2 separate regions of the Zea mays genome follow, and region 1 is linked to region 2. The links are chromatin contacts, called in public Hi-C maps. All regions are on one chromosome and are shown on one strand. The core of a region is the stretch at or near the end of the contact, and the rest is flanking DNA. Distances in the headings are between cores, read along the strand shown. Region 1 holds the start of LOC100280894 (serine/threonine-protein kinase NAK). Region 2 holds the start of LOC111347718.

Region 1 (6,165 bases), core at 1,045-3,544, 210 kb before region 2:
AATGGAAATATAAATACAAGTTAAGTCAGCGGCTCGGTATTAAAAGCACACCTTTTGTGTGATGCCATAGCCCATAAGACCATAAATCAAGTAGCATGATCACCTGAAAGGGTCCTTCATCATGCAAGAAAGCTAGACCTCTGGCAGCACCCAGGGCAACCTTCAAACGTTTAGACCAGTCCATGAAACGACCATCTGATCTTCCAAAGAGTAGCTTATCTAAGCTTCCATGATAAAGCCGTTCATAGACCAACATCCTTTCATTAGAATCTTCTTTTGCATAATAGCCAATCAGTTTACATAAATTGGGATGCTGAAGCGATGCCAATGTGGTCGCTTGCGTTTTAAACTCCTTCAAACTCTGCAGGTGACAAACAATATATCAATATGTTACATCAGCAGAATAATGAGCTAGATAGTAAATATACAACTTAATACATAAAACTTGATTGACACATCAGCAGACCAGCCTACTGTAGAACACGTAATAATGTCCAATTGATCATTTAGAATTTTTAAGTTATAACAACCATTTCAAGTTAGCTCTGCATTTACTCCAAAATATTTCCTGAGTGGGTTATTAGACCAAAGTTCTCTACATCAAGGAAAGGCACACATTTAAACCTACATGCAATAGAAGGCATGAGATCTCAAAAACCAATCCAAAACAAACATTAACCAGGCCTGGGGTAACATAAGAAATGACTGGAGACAAAACAAAGAACAAATGAGAAAGAGTACATAAAGCATCTTGTAGTAAATAGTAAAGGCAAGATCAACTACATGATTGCTTCAGAAACTTGTTACCTAACCTCACACCTGCTGCGGTCCTAATTAGCATTCAAAAAATGTAATGGTATATTAATTATGGGGCTAGCCTAGCATATGTCAGCACAGTAGGCATTTGACCACATGCCCACAAAATGAATCTTATACTCTAGCCTGAATTCAGATCCTTAACAGAATAATTAATGATGCAAAATTACAGAATGGTATGTCCATGAAGTATGAAACTATGTCATAAATACAGCAGACACATGTTTGAAGATCAATGGCTGAGAAAGGTACCTGAGTGGAGGGGAGTAATCGAGCTACTGTTGCTTCAGTGGTCCTCGTATCAATAAATTCATCTCTAAATGTTGCCTTGTATGATGTTGAACCAAGTGTTTCTGAAACACACTGATCACTAGAAAATCGTTGGCAGGCAGATGAAATCTCCTCATAAGAGAAGATTCTAAGTCCATCACATTTCTTTAGAGGCAATGGGAGAGGGCCAGACATCTCCAATGGCCCGCTTACGTTGCTGGCTTTGAAGCTACCAGAGTTCCTAAAAGAATGTCCTTCGCGTGAAGGAAGAGGAAGGGGCAAAGGATTTGAAAAGCGATGCCCCTTTGTCAAACCTTCCTTATCCCTGGAGTCATCTTGATCTCGGTATTCCGAATATGGAAAGCCAAACTGATCAACCACAATAAGGGCTGATGGAGCAGACAGCACGCGAGCCCTGCTGTTTCTGTTTGAAACTTCATTTGATGACTCGGATATCTTGACCCTGTTCCTAAAACTAGGAGGAGCTGATTGCAAAGATGGCACATGAACTTCTGGCTCCGGAAGTCTAGAGGACGTACTTTCCCTTGCATCAACTGATTTCTTGCTTGGGACAAGAGGATTATCAAAATGGCTTTTCTTCTTCTTGGATCTGAGAACAGTGAAGCAACCCATCATTGGCACAGCTGAGAAAATTCCTGCATAATTTTTAAAAAAATCGAAATGTTATCACATATTGGAAAAAAATAAACAGATCCGTGTTACCCTAACATACTTAGTCAATTTAAACACAAAACTTATGCTATGTATCAGGTATGACATCTACTGAAGCAAAATCCTGAACAACAGACAATGCAAAATGCGTCAAGTTATTACAGATGAAAATTCCTAGCTGAATAATCACACTTCGAAAGTGAACCCATCACCAGCAAAGTAGAGACAGGATGGACCCAGTAAAAGGAAACGGATGAACACATCTACACCCCCGGGTATTTTTTTCAAAACAATCGAAGTAAGTAGGACCTGTAATTAGATCAGATCCGAATACAAATAGTAAGTTAGGGTTTGGGTGCTCGGTTTCGCACAGCGGGAGGGGAAAGTGGCGTCCGTACCTGGTGGTGAACGTCGTCGGCGAAGGGCTCGAACATACAGCTGCGACCGTTGCCCAGTCGTCGCCAAGAGAGACAGGAGGGAGCGCACGCCGGGGGAGGGGGGATTGGAAGAACAAGCAGGAATGGAACGGATGGGAGTATATATAAGCAGATCGGGTCTGCGACTGCGATGTCTTAGTAGTAAATAGTAGTGATTGTCTTCTCATCTATTGTCGTATCTACAATATAAAACAGTATTTTAGATGACTTATATAAATTAACTGCTAGACACAGTCTAATATAATTGGTCAAAGTAACAAGTAATGATATATTTAGATTTTATGTGCTACTGAACTTCAGCAGGGTGTTAAATTTTAGCAGTGATAAAGAATAGACTAAAGTTTAGCATTTTACTTCTATTTGATAGGGGTGCTAAAGAAAAGGAAGAGAACGTTATTGGTTTAGGGAACATTTTTAGCACACTTTAGCACTAAAGAAAGAGCTAATATGCTAATAGATGCTAAACTTTAGCATTGTCATTTTAGTATGTCTGATTAGTTTCATATATTCTAAACATTAGTAAAAGTATATTATGCTAAACTTTAGCTCTGTGAAAACAAACAGTTTCTTACGAAGGTAACGAGGGCGAGGAAAAGTAAACGAAGGTTAAAAGAGCAAATAGAAGAAAAGCCGCCCGGTCAAAAATAGAACGATATTACGAGATAGCTTTTTATATTTCACTCCATTAATCTCTATTATATTAAAGCATTAGTTTCAACGGTCGTTCCGTGTCAATATTTTTCAAAAAAACCTTATATTTCTTTAGAATCAACCTGCACTCTAATAATCTCTTCTCTAACACTATAATAGAAGAGTTTATGTAAAAAATAAGGTAAAATTATGTATAAGTGAATGTTTGAAGCTTAGTTGTTGGCTTCACATTCACACCCAACTAATCAATAGAAAACATATGTTTTGTGCTTTATTAAAACAAAATTTATAATACGTTATATATAAAAACTGTAGCAATGCACGGGCATATGACTAGTTATATTTTAAGTTTCTCTTAATCTAATCTTAGGATTTAAATGTCATAGAGTTTGTATCAAATTACTAGAAATTAAAAAAAGAAAATGTACACTACCAACTACCAAGCAGAATTGACAAGCAGGGAGATCGTAATTTCTAGAGTAATTCTTTCTCTCTGTTGTCAAATAAGATGGAGAAGGATAATATCATAATAATGTATGGCGGATTAAAACGGCATCATATATAATTTGGCAAGGTTTTGTGGAGAAAAATACAAAGGCAACGCGTCCAAATTTCTTGTCACACCAAGACACCATAACTACTAAACATATCTGCTGCGTGCTACAACCATGGTGTCATGAGCTGCCGACCTGCCATGGCAACAAAAATGACTCATGATATACTACCAAATACTCCCTCCATCTTATTATTAATTTATAATTCATTTGACATTTTTTGTCTCAAGTTTAACCGGTCCGACTTAATTATTTTTTGCATAAAAATAAAATAAATCAAAGACATACTTAATTCTAGTAAAAATTAATAATAATTGCGAGACTTTTTAAATAAGATGAGTCGGTCAAACTTGGATTAAAAAGTCAAACAAATTATAAATTGAAACAAAAGGAGTACTATTTTTCCTTTTGTGTAATCTAAGCCCTAGCTATTTGGATTGGGGCAAGTTATAAGAATCTCTTTCCACCCAAATATATTAGATTATATTGTAAATCATGAGACACTGGCATGTAAATCTTGAAATTGCCATAATCCATGAGGAGTATTTTTCTTAGTATATTGATATTTCTAAGTATATAATTGAACTAATCAGCGTCAAGTAAAAAAACGGAGGTAGTATTATCAATGAGGAGTATTTTTCTTTCTTTGAACTTTGAAGTTTAATTTTCTCGTTGGGAAAAGTGGTGCACCTTTGCTTGTTTAGTAAAGAACAGTGGGTTTTGTACTTCTCTTCTTTATTTGGGAATTGGGAACGTATAGTAGTAGGCTATCGAGGTTCCTCTCTTCAATTTTATTTCCTTTGCTGCTAAGATATCACTACCTCGGTGCCGTGAAGAGACAAGCGGCCGGGACGGCTTCCAAATTGTTGACGAGTCAGCTAAGATAGATATCGCTACCTATTCTCCGTTCGTTAAAACAAGGTCTAGCTGAGTAGTGAATACCATTATACCAAAGGAAAAAAAAAAGGTGGAAGCAGAGAAGATTACTTGGCTTTCTATGAAAGGGATCGCGTGCAGGCATCTTTTGTTGAAGTCATTGCTGCGCCGAAATGCCTCTCTTGTTGAACTGAACGGAAGGATCCAAACCTTGGAACACACAACTATCTTTTTTTTCTTCTGGAAATTACTCTCGAAACGCTAGCAGAACAATATGAGATGTTGGTGCAATCGATATGTGTTCGAATGGCGCCAAGAATTGCGCTTAGCACCATTTCATAGGTTTGACCAGCCTTGAGATTAGCTAAGAGCAAGGCTAATAGAAGAATCAACTGAAGGCTCTAAATGTTCTTAGATCTTACCACGTTATTTAGAGTCAACAATAAAATCAATATATATATATATATATATATATATATATAGTAAAAGTTATTTTTAGGTGACTCTAAATTGGAGAGAGGAATTATTTAGATTTGCTGAAAAAAAGAAAGAGACATTCTTAACTCCCACGTCAGGGTGCAAGCATGCTCTTGTTTCTCATAGAATGTGTTGGAATCTGATTCCTTATTAAGCACTCACTTTCTTCTCTCTCATGTGTTCTTATCTTGCCATCTAGGATTTAGGTGACATAGAACTTTATTATACTTGCTCTAAAACGTTTGTTTGCAGTACTTGCAGTTTGCAGCCCAGGCGCAGCTACTAACAAACAAGATTTTTTTTTGGCACCTAACCGAAATCGCCCAGGCGCATCTGACCGTACGATTTAAATCGAAATCACCCAATGACCCAAGTGTTTACTTTTTTGCACTGTTATTTTTTGAAACTAAATACAGTATATTAACAAAATGTAAATGGGAGTTGTACGTCAGACTGACTCCGCCGCCAAATCTAGTGCAAATCTGAATTTCGGCTTTGGCAGAGCTACGAAGGAGGAAGGGCATAATAGTTTCAGCAGAAATTTCTGCAAGGAAAACGTACTGGTTTTCAGAATAGAATTTTCCACGGAGCGGTTCTGAGAAGAGAAAGTCCAAGCGAGGCGCATGCTCGCCGCGAAACGAAGGAAAAGTATCATCCGAGGACTCGGGTGCAAATGCGCAGTACATGCGGAAGGAAGGCCCTCCCTCCTCTATCAGTCAAAGAGAGAGAGGATGGGCATTGAAGGGAATATCCTATTCCTATTCGAAGGGGCGTACTACTATACTATACAGCCCATGGTCACTTGGTCAGGTCATAGAGGTGGCAGCGGGACCCACGCGGATGTTGACGGGCCAGTCAAAGACGGGAAAAAATATAGGCAAGGGGTTTCTAGTTTTCCAAAAGGGAAAAAAATTTGGTGCAGCACTGCTGCAAACCAGAGTGTTTGCAGCCCCTCACAAAAAGGAGGATAGACCCCACCCGCAGGAACAATAATACAACTAAAACGTTATCTGCTGGACCTGCAGGTGGGATCTATCCTCCTTTTTGTGAGGGGCTGTAAACCACTCTGGTTTGCAGCAGTGCTGCACCAAATTTTTTTCCAAGAAAAGGAAGGGACGATCGGGACGAGGCTTTGACTGTATCCCGCCCGTCCGAACAGCGACCGATGGTCGTGATCGGCCTAGCGCCGCGCCAACCCGCTGGTCCCACCGGTCGGTCGGGAGTAAAGCTCGAGGAGGACCATGCACGCGAGCATTGATGGGGCTGCCTGGCAGGGCCGCGGGGTGGCATGATTGGGTAATCATCCGTGCCTTCCAGCCCCGGCCCTCTACGGCCCTTGATGTGCGGCGTGGCGAGCCAGGAGCCCAGGACCCAGGAGCGCACGCACCGTGACGCATGTGGGTTGGGCGCGT
Region 2 (6,055 bases), core at 1,681-4,180:
GTCCTGGTCGAGTCGAACGAAAGAAACCATTGCAAATGGGGAGAATGATATGTGATAGGCGGCCCCCATGGACGGCTCCTTTGCGCATGATGACGGCTGGTGGAGTGCTGAATGGCGGGCGAGCCCCACTACACAGTGATGGCTTAGGCGCGGACGCTTGCATGTGTGCGTAGCGCGGGCACGCGACTAAGATGGGCTGGGCCGAAAACCTGGCTAGGGGAAGGGAGGGGAAGGAAAAAGGTATTTCTTTTTTAAAAAAGGTACAACATTTTTGGATTTTAATTCAAAGAGGTGCTTGAATCTTAACTAAATTCTTTTACTGAAGCAATCTAGACAACCAAAAGATTTATGCTCCAGCATGGAATGCAACACAACATGTAGAACCTAAGTTCCACTTTATTAATTCTCTTTTATCCCCAAAATAGCTCTATCATTTTGAATAAAAAGTGGGAAAACAAAATTAGGATTTAGCCCTTTTAAAAACAAAATTTAATGTTAGCAAAAATTCAGGGTGTTACATATATTTTATCTACTTTGTTGCCATGACCTAGTCAGCGATAGAAACTACCTACGTAGCAGCAAAAATGGCCCTCATATCTAACTTAATCTTCACGAGCAAACATTTGTTTTATAGGTGTTTATATAAAAGAACACCACTTTCCAATGTTCGACACACACTTTGTTTGTTCTCACCTCTCCTCTTTTAGCTTTATGTAAAATTAAGATACAATTATGCATAAGTCGGGGTTTGAATTTTGTTGTTGGTTTCATATTCACACCTACCTTACCAATATAACACATATTTTGTGTTTTATATTCTATACTCAAGCATAATATAAAATAAAGTCTATCTATGTGATATATAAAAACAGTAGCAATGCACTGGGTGTTTATATATAGCTCCACTGCATAAAACACATGCAAAATGATAAATTTGGATTTTTTATTATAAAAAATAGGTTTCGCCACTTTGCCATCGTTTTAAGCGGTTTTGCTCAAATGTCATTATAGAACATGCCGCATACACTATAATGCCATTTAGTTCTTTAATAAACCGAAACAAGGAATTTTTATATTTTATAGGGACATTGATGGCTAATTTTACAGAGACATACGAGGATAATAGGGGCTGTGACAAACAAGATCAGGGACCATAGTGAATGCATGAACAACAACAGGGCCCCTCAATGTCCCTATAAATATATTCATTTCTATATTTTTCATTTTATTAAGGGGATGTTTGGTTTGAGGAATCACTTCATCCAAAATGTGGTGGTGCATCATGGGTCCATTCCTCAAATTTGGTGGGATGACCTTATGCCTCATATTAGTATTAACTAAATAACTATAAGGAATGAGGTGATATTGATCAACTCAATCCATTCCACAAACCAAACAAAAAAGTGAGGAGTGAGAAGACGATGGACTAGATCATTCCTCAAACCAAACAACTTGTAAATGACCAAATGATATTGTAGGGTGGGCGTTATGTTCATTTAGGTGAAGCCTCTCAAAACGATGGTAGAGTAGCAAAACTTAAAATGGTAGAATAATTCTAAATTTGTCAGTGCAAAATAGACGTCCACCGTACATCTTAGAATACTAGTCCATGTGTGCTCTGCTCAGTGCTCTAAAATTGTGTCAAATCGAACATGTACAAACAAAACTGTATTATTGCAAGCCTATAGCGGCATACCTCATCATCCACTCCTAGTATACACAAACAGGATCAGCTGCGACGACCATGCACAAGTACAGACCGAAGGGATAATATCCTGAAGGCCATGCTGTGTCTTGACTGAGAGATGGGCCGCCGCGACTCGTCGGCTTCTCATCACAGCAAAATATCTCACTACCACGGAACGAAGCTAGTCTCGCATACCGTGTGGCTCCACCACCAGTGGGCACGCGGGCCCCCACACGTCCACGTCATCCAATGACAATTGCGATGGCAGCAGCCTCGCTTCCCTGCCGCCGGTTGCCCCCGGCGGCGGGAGCAGAGGCGGCGGCCTTTGCGCCGTCGAGCACGGAGCCCCGGCACGTGGGGCAGGAGTCGTGCGACAGGAGCCAGGTGTCGACGCAGCGGACGTGGAAGCCGTGGGCGCAGCGCGGCAGCACGCGCACCTTCTCGCCGTCCGCGAACTCGCCGAGGCAGATGGCGCAGACGTCGGCGGCGACAGCCGCCGCCCCGTCGGCGCCGCACGCGCCGTACACCTCGACGGGGATGCTCCGGAGCGCGCGCTTCTTTAGCCCGCCGGCGCCGCCGTCCTCCCCGGCCGGCGCGCGGCGTGCCCAGCGGATGAGGCAGCGCGCGAGCGAGTTGAGGCCCATCGCGAAGAGGAGCGCGAACAGCAGCGCGGCGAGGATGATGACCATGTTGGTGTCGAAGCTGCCGTCGCTGCCACCGGAGCTGCTTCTCAGCGCGCGCTGCCCCTCGCCCTCGGCGGCGCTCCCCGGCGCCGGCGACCCCATATACCAGCTCATCGACCTGGCGTGCACGCCCATGGGCACGACGATACCCCGGCACACCGCTCCCCCCTCCTCCTTCCCTTCTTCCTATTAACCAGTGACCGCGGTGCAATTACGCGCCGGCGGCACAGGTGATGCTGGATGGCAAAAAGGGAAGAGGACGCTGCAGCTGCGGCCACTGCGAAACAGAGTCCAGAGAGCGCTTTAGCACTCACGCCGCATCTAAATTGGTTTGGAAAAGTTTGAGGCTTGTGATGAGTGTGATTCGGGCTATTGATGGACGATCTGGCGCAGGAGCCGTATCGGGTCGATTTCTGGTAGGGTCATCACTCATCAGCCGTGAAGTGGAAAGCTCCCCTCCCCCTGCGCAAGCGTCCGGAGATGGAGATTTTATAGCGGGGAGGCAAGATCTCGGGGAGCTCAGACTCAGGCGCAGCGCCGCTCGGCGGCGGTTGGAGCGGAGGGTCGGTTCCGGGTCACTTTATGGTGGGCCTTGCAAAAGTTCGCGCCTCACATGATAAATATCTGTGCCCGTCTCGTAGGCTTGTTGCGCATGCACCTATTTGGTGCTTGTCCGTGCAAATCACGCGGCAACGGGCGTGCGCTGATGCAAAACCTGCGCGTGCTTTTCGTTTCCTTTTATTACTGCCGGCCTGGCCGCTGGCCGGGCTCCACGCCATCGGCCTCTCTGCTCAGTTGTCCTGAGGGCTGGACTGACCAGCTGAGGCAGAGGCCAAACCGCCAAAGGCATAGTCGCATGGAACAATGGCTTCCCAAGTTCTGCATGGATGGAAGCAATCGGGTTTGGCCGTGTGGATGAACCTGGATCGGATGATCCAATCCAGCTTCTGAGTTGTGGTACCTCCTCAAACGCTTTGAAAGTCTTAATATCATCTCCGCCAGATTAGAAAAATAATCTATTCCTATAAAAACTGTCATAGAGGTAAAAAATCTGCTTTGATATGTTCCTTCCGTCCTAAAATAAAATTCGTGTTGGTTTTTTAGAGAATTCATACAATACAATGTATGTGATTTATATATGTATTTATATTCATCATCATTTAGGTGAATATAGACACAAAAATCAAGAGCTAGAACACATACTATTTTGGAACGAAGGAAGTATCTTTTTTCTGTATTTTCTAGGACCCTCGAAATCTCTACACAATCCCTTGGATAGTGATGAGCAAGTAGCCTTTTTCTCGATCGTTGTTCCTCCCCCTTCTCTCACAGGCACTTAGCCCCCACTGGACCAAGCCATCACCGACAATCGTCGAATAGAAACTCATGCCCTTCGATCTATGATTGAGCGACGTTGATAGGTTCCCGATGGTGCTCCTGGTCCTAGGTACCTCCTCCTCCATTGCTTGTATTTCATCAACGGGGCATGCAAGAAGCGACTAGCGAAAGCCAGAGGTTATTTTGGTTTGCTGCCTAAGGCGCCACAACATGTCTAACTTTTCTGCATAAACTTAGTTCTTCAATTCGAGCGACTAAGGTTAGGCAGATTGTATCGCCTTAGGTAGGAAACTAAACAGGCCTAGTCTTCACATGGTCATGCGACAGACTGTAGGTCGGGCAGTGACTTGTTCTGCTATGCAGCATAGTCGGCATTGGCGCTACTCATCTCCTCGATCGACATGTCAACAAAGGGGCATAGAGGGCAAGGGGAGGTGACACTTCTCCTAAACTCTTCCAACCTGTTGACAAACCACAAACCTAGTGAGAGAGGAGGAAGAGAAGTTCCAATAACATATGGGCCCCACCTAGAAGGAGAATAATAAAGGGAGTAGATTTTTCTCAATTTCCTGGAACATAGTTTTCCTATACACTAAAAGTCTGATTTCTCAATCTTCTTTAGGGTTCATTTGGTGACAAGGGGATCACGGGAGTTGGAGGGGATTGAGGGGAAATGAACTAATTTCCCCCTCAATCCCTTTCAATCCTCCTGTGATCACTAGTCACCAAATCAGCCCTTAGTTGCATATAGTGGATTCGATATCCTCAATCTGATGGAGATCCTCTAATTCCTTAGGTTGTCTTTAGCAGTGTTGCGGATGCGGTTCCGTGATGTTTGTGGCGACGAAAGCGTCGCACAAAATATGTTGTTAATACTTAATATGGTCACACATCAATTTAATATCAGCACACACATGAATATTGAGGCTATGTGTTTTACTGTGCACCGCTAAGGAAACCAGCTTTTGCGCAACCGTGGGAGCTCGCGGATATGCACGACGCCGTGAGAGGACATGCATTTTGCGCGACACATGATCGATCTACTGGACGCATGAATAGTACGATTTTGTTACTTATTTTCTGTATCCTTGACCTGCTAGAGGCAGTCTTAGAAGTTGGATAAGAATAAGAACATGTGGCTCAAAATGATGAAGGCAAGCGAGGCTATCTAGTGAAGAATCCTTAATAATCTCTAAACCTACAAGTATTCCTAAAGGATTTGTTTGCACTTCACACCGGATAAATTTTCTCTTCCAACTTGATTTAAAGGTATTTGATCAAGATGAGATGATTATGAGGTTATCTTTTTACCCCACTTCATCTTCACGAGCAGCTCATCGTTGGGCATCATCATTGTGTGACTCTGTCACACCCGCCTTTTGCTTCGAGAGCTCTTTATTATTGGATCCGCTGCTAACCCATCAACTTGTGATGCCTAAGCCATTGACCTCTAGCCACTCATTTGGCTCTCTCCACCTCACACATCTGTAGCCGCAACAACATCGCTACATGGCTATATGCCCACTTATTCACCTAGCCTTCCTACCACATATGAACTTCCTGTTAAGGTTGGTATCTCTCATAGAAACTGTGAATCTCAAACACCGAGTCCTAACATTGTCGGGTTAGAGAAGATGCCATGAAAGAATAAGAGAATGTTTGGAAGTAAAATAGTTTTATAGTTTCTAGACAATGGTATCATTTATAGGAATACCATAATATTTTTTGTCATGAGGTGTTTGGTTGCTTTTCTAAAACTATGTTTTTAAAACCATGGCATTCTAGATATCATAGTACTTTTGGAGTATTGAAAACTCCACTCTAACCCAAAGTTTTCATGAAATGACTAACTTTTGCCTAAATACCATGGTTTACATTATTGTATCCAAACAATAGATACTATTCTTGGAGTTGGCCAAAACCATAGTATTATTGTGATAATTGCAAAGCATGGTATTGTAAAACCATAGTTTTTTAAAAATGTTAACAAACAGGCCCTAAAAGGTTCAAAAGTCGGGTGTGGGTAGTTTTTCACATGTGTGATATAATTGTAGTTTTTTATCGAAACATTCCGCCACAGGGTAAACCACCGCCTCTCAGGCCTCCCCGACGGATAGGTGTCCTTAAAGAAAAAAACAACATTTGCAAAATAAATACTCCCTCCATTCCAAATTATAAGATATTTTAGACTCTTTCTAGATACGTTTTTATTAATGTATCTAGAGTTCATAGCAAAAACTATGAACTAAAAAAGCCAAAACGTCTTATAGTTTAGAATAAAGAGAGTGCATTGCTAGAAACACACTAGTAGTATTTAGAGTATGGCAAGGGAGGGCACTGCGCTTTT

What was found. Hi-C and Micro-C count contacts between places; a contact is called where the count stands out from the background.
Region 1: a Hi-C map of bundle sheath shows a contact between it and region 2, with 4 times the contacts expected there. The contact joins the promoter of LOC100280894 here to the promoter of LOC111347718 in region 2. A contact is called at or near these places in 5 of 25 Hi-C or Micro-C datasets (bundle sheath, ear, endosperm and 2 more).

Annotation. Positions count from the first base shown.
Region 1 is chr3:189,793,886-189,800,050 of Zm-B73-REFERENCE-NAM-5.0, reverse strand. It overlaps LOC100280894 (serine/threonine-protein kinase NAK), which reads right to left and starts at 2,294. Exons shown (of 5, transcript NM_001371675.1): 1 at 2,157-2,294; 2 at 1,069-1,742; 3 at 104-361. The coding sequence starts at 1,722.
Region 2 is chr3:189,589,127-189,595,181 of Zm-B73-REFERENCE-NAM-5.0, reverse strand. It overlaps LOC111347718, which reads right to left and starts at 2,930. Exons shown (of 1, transcript NM_001357585.1): 1 at 1,613-2,930. The coding sequence starts at 2,505. The coding sequence ends at 1,930.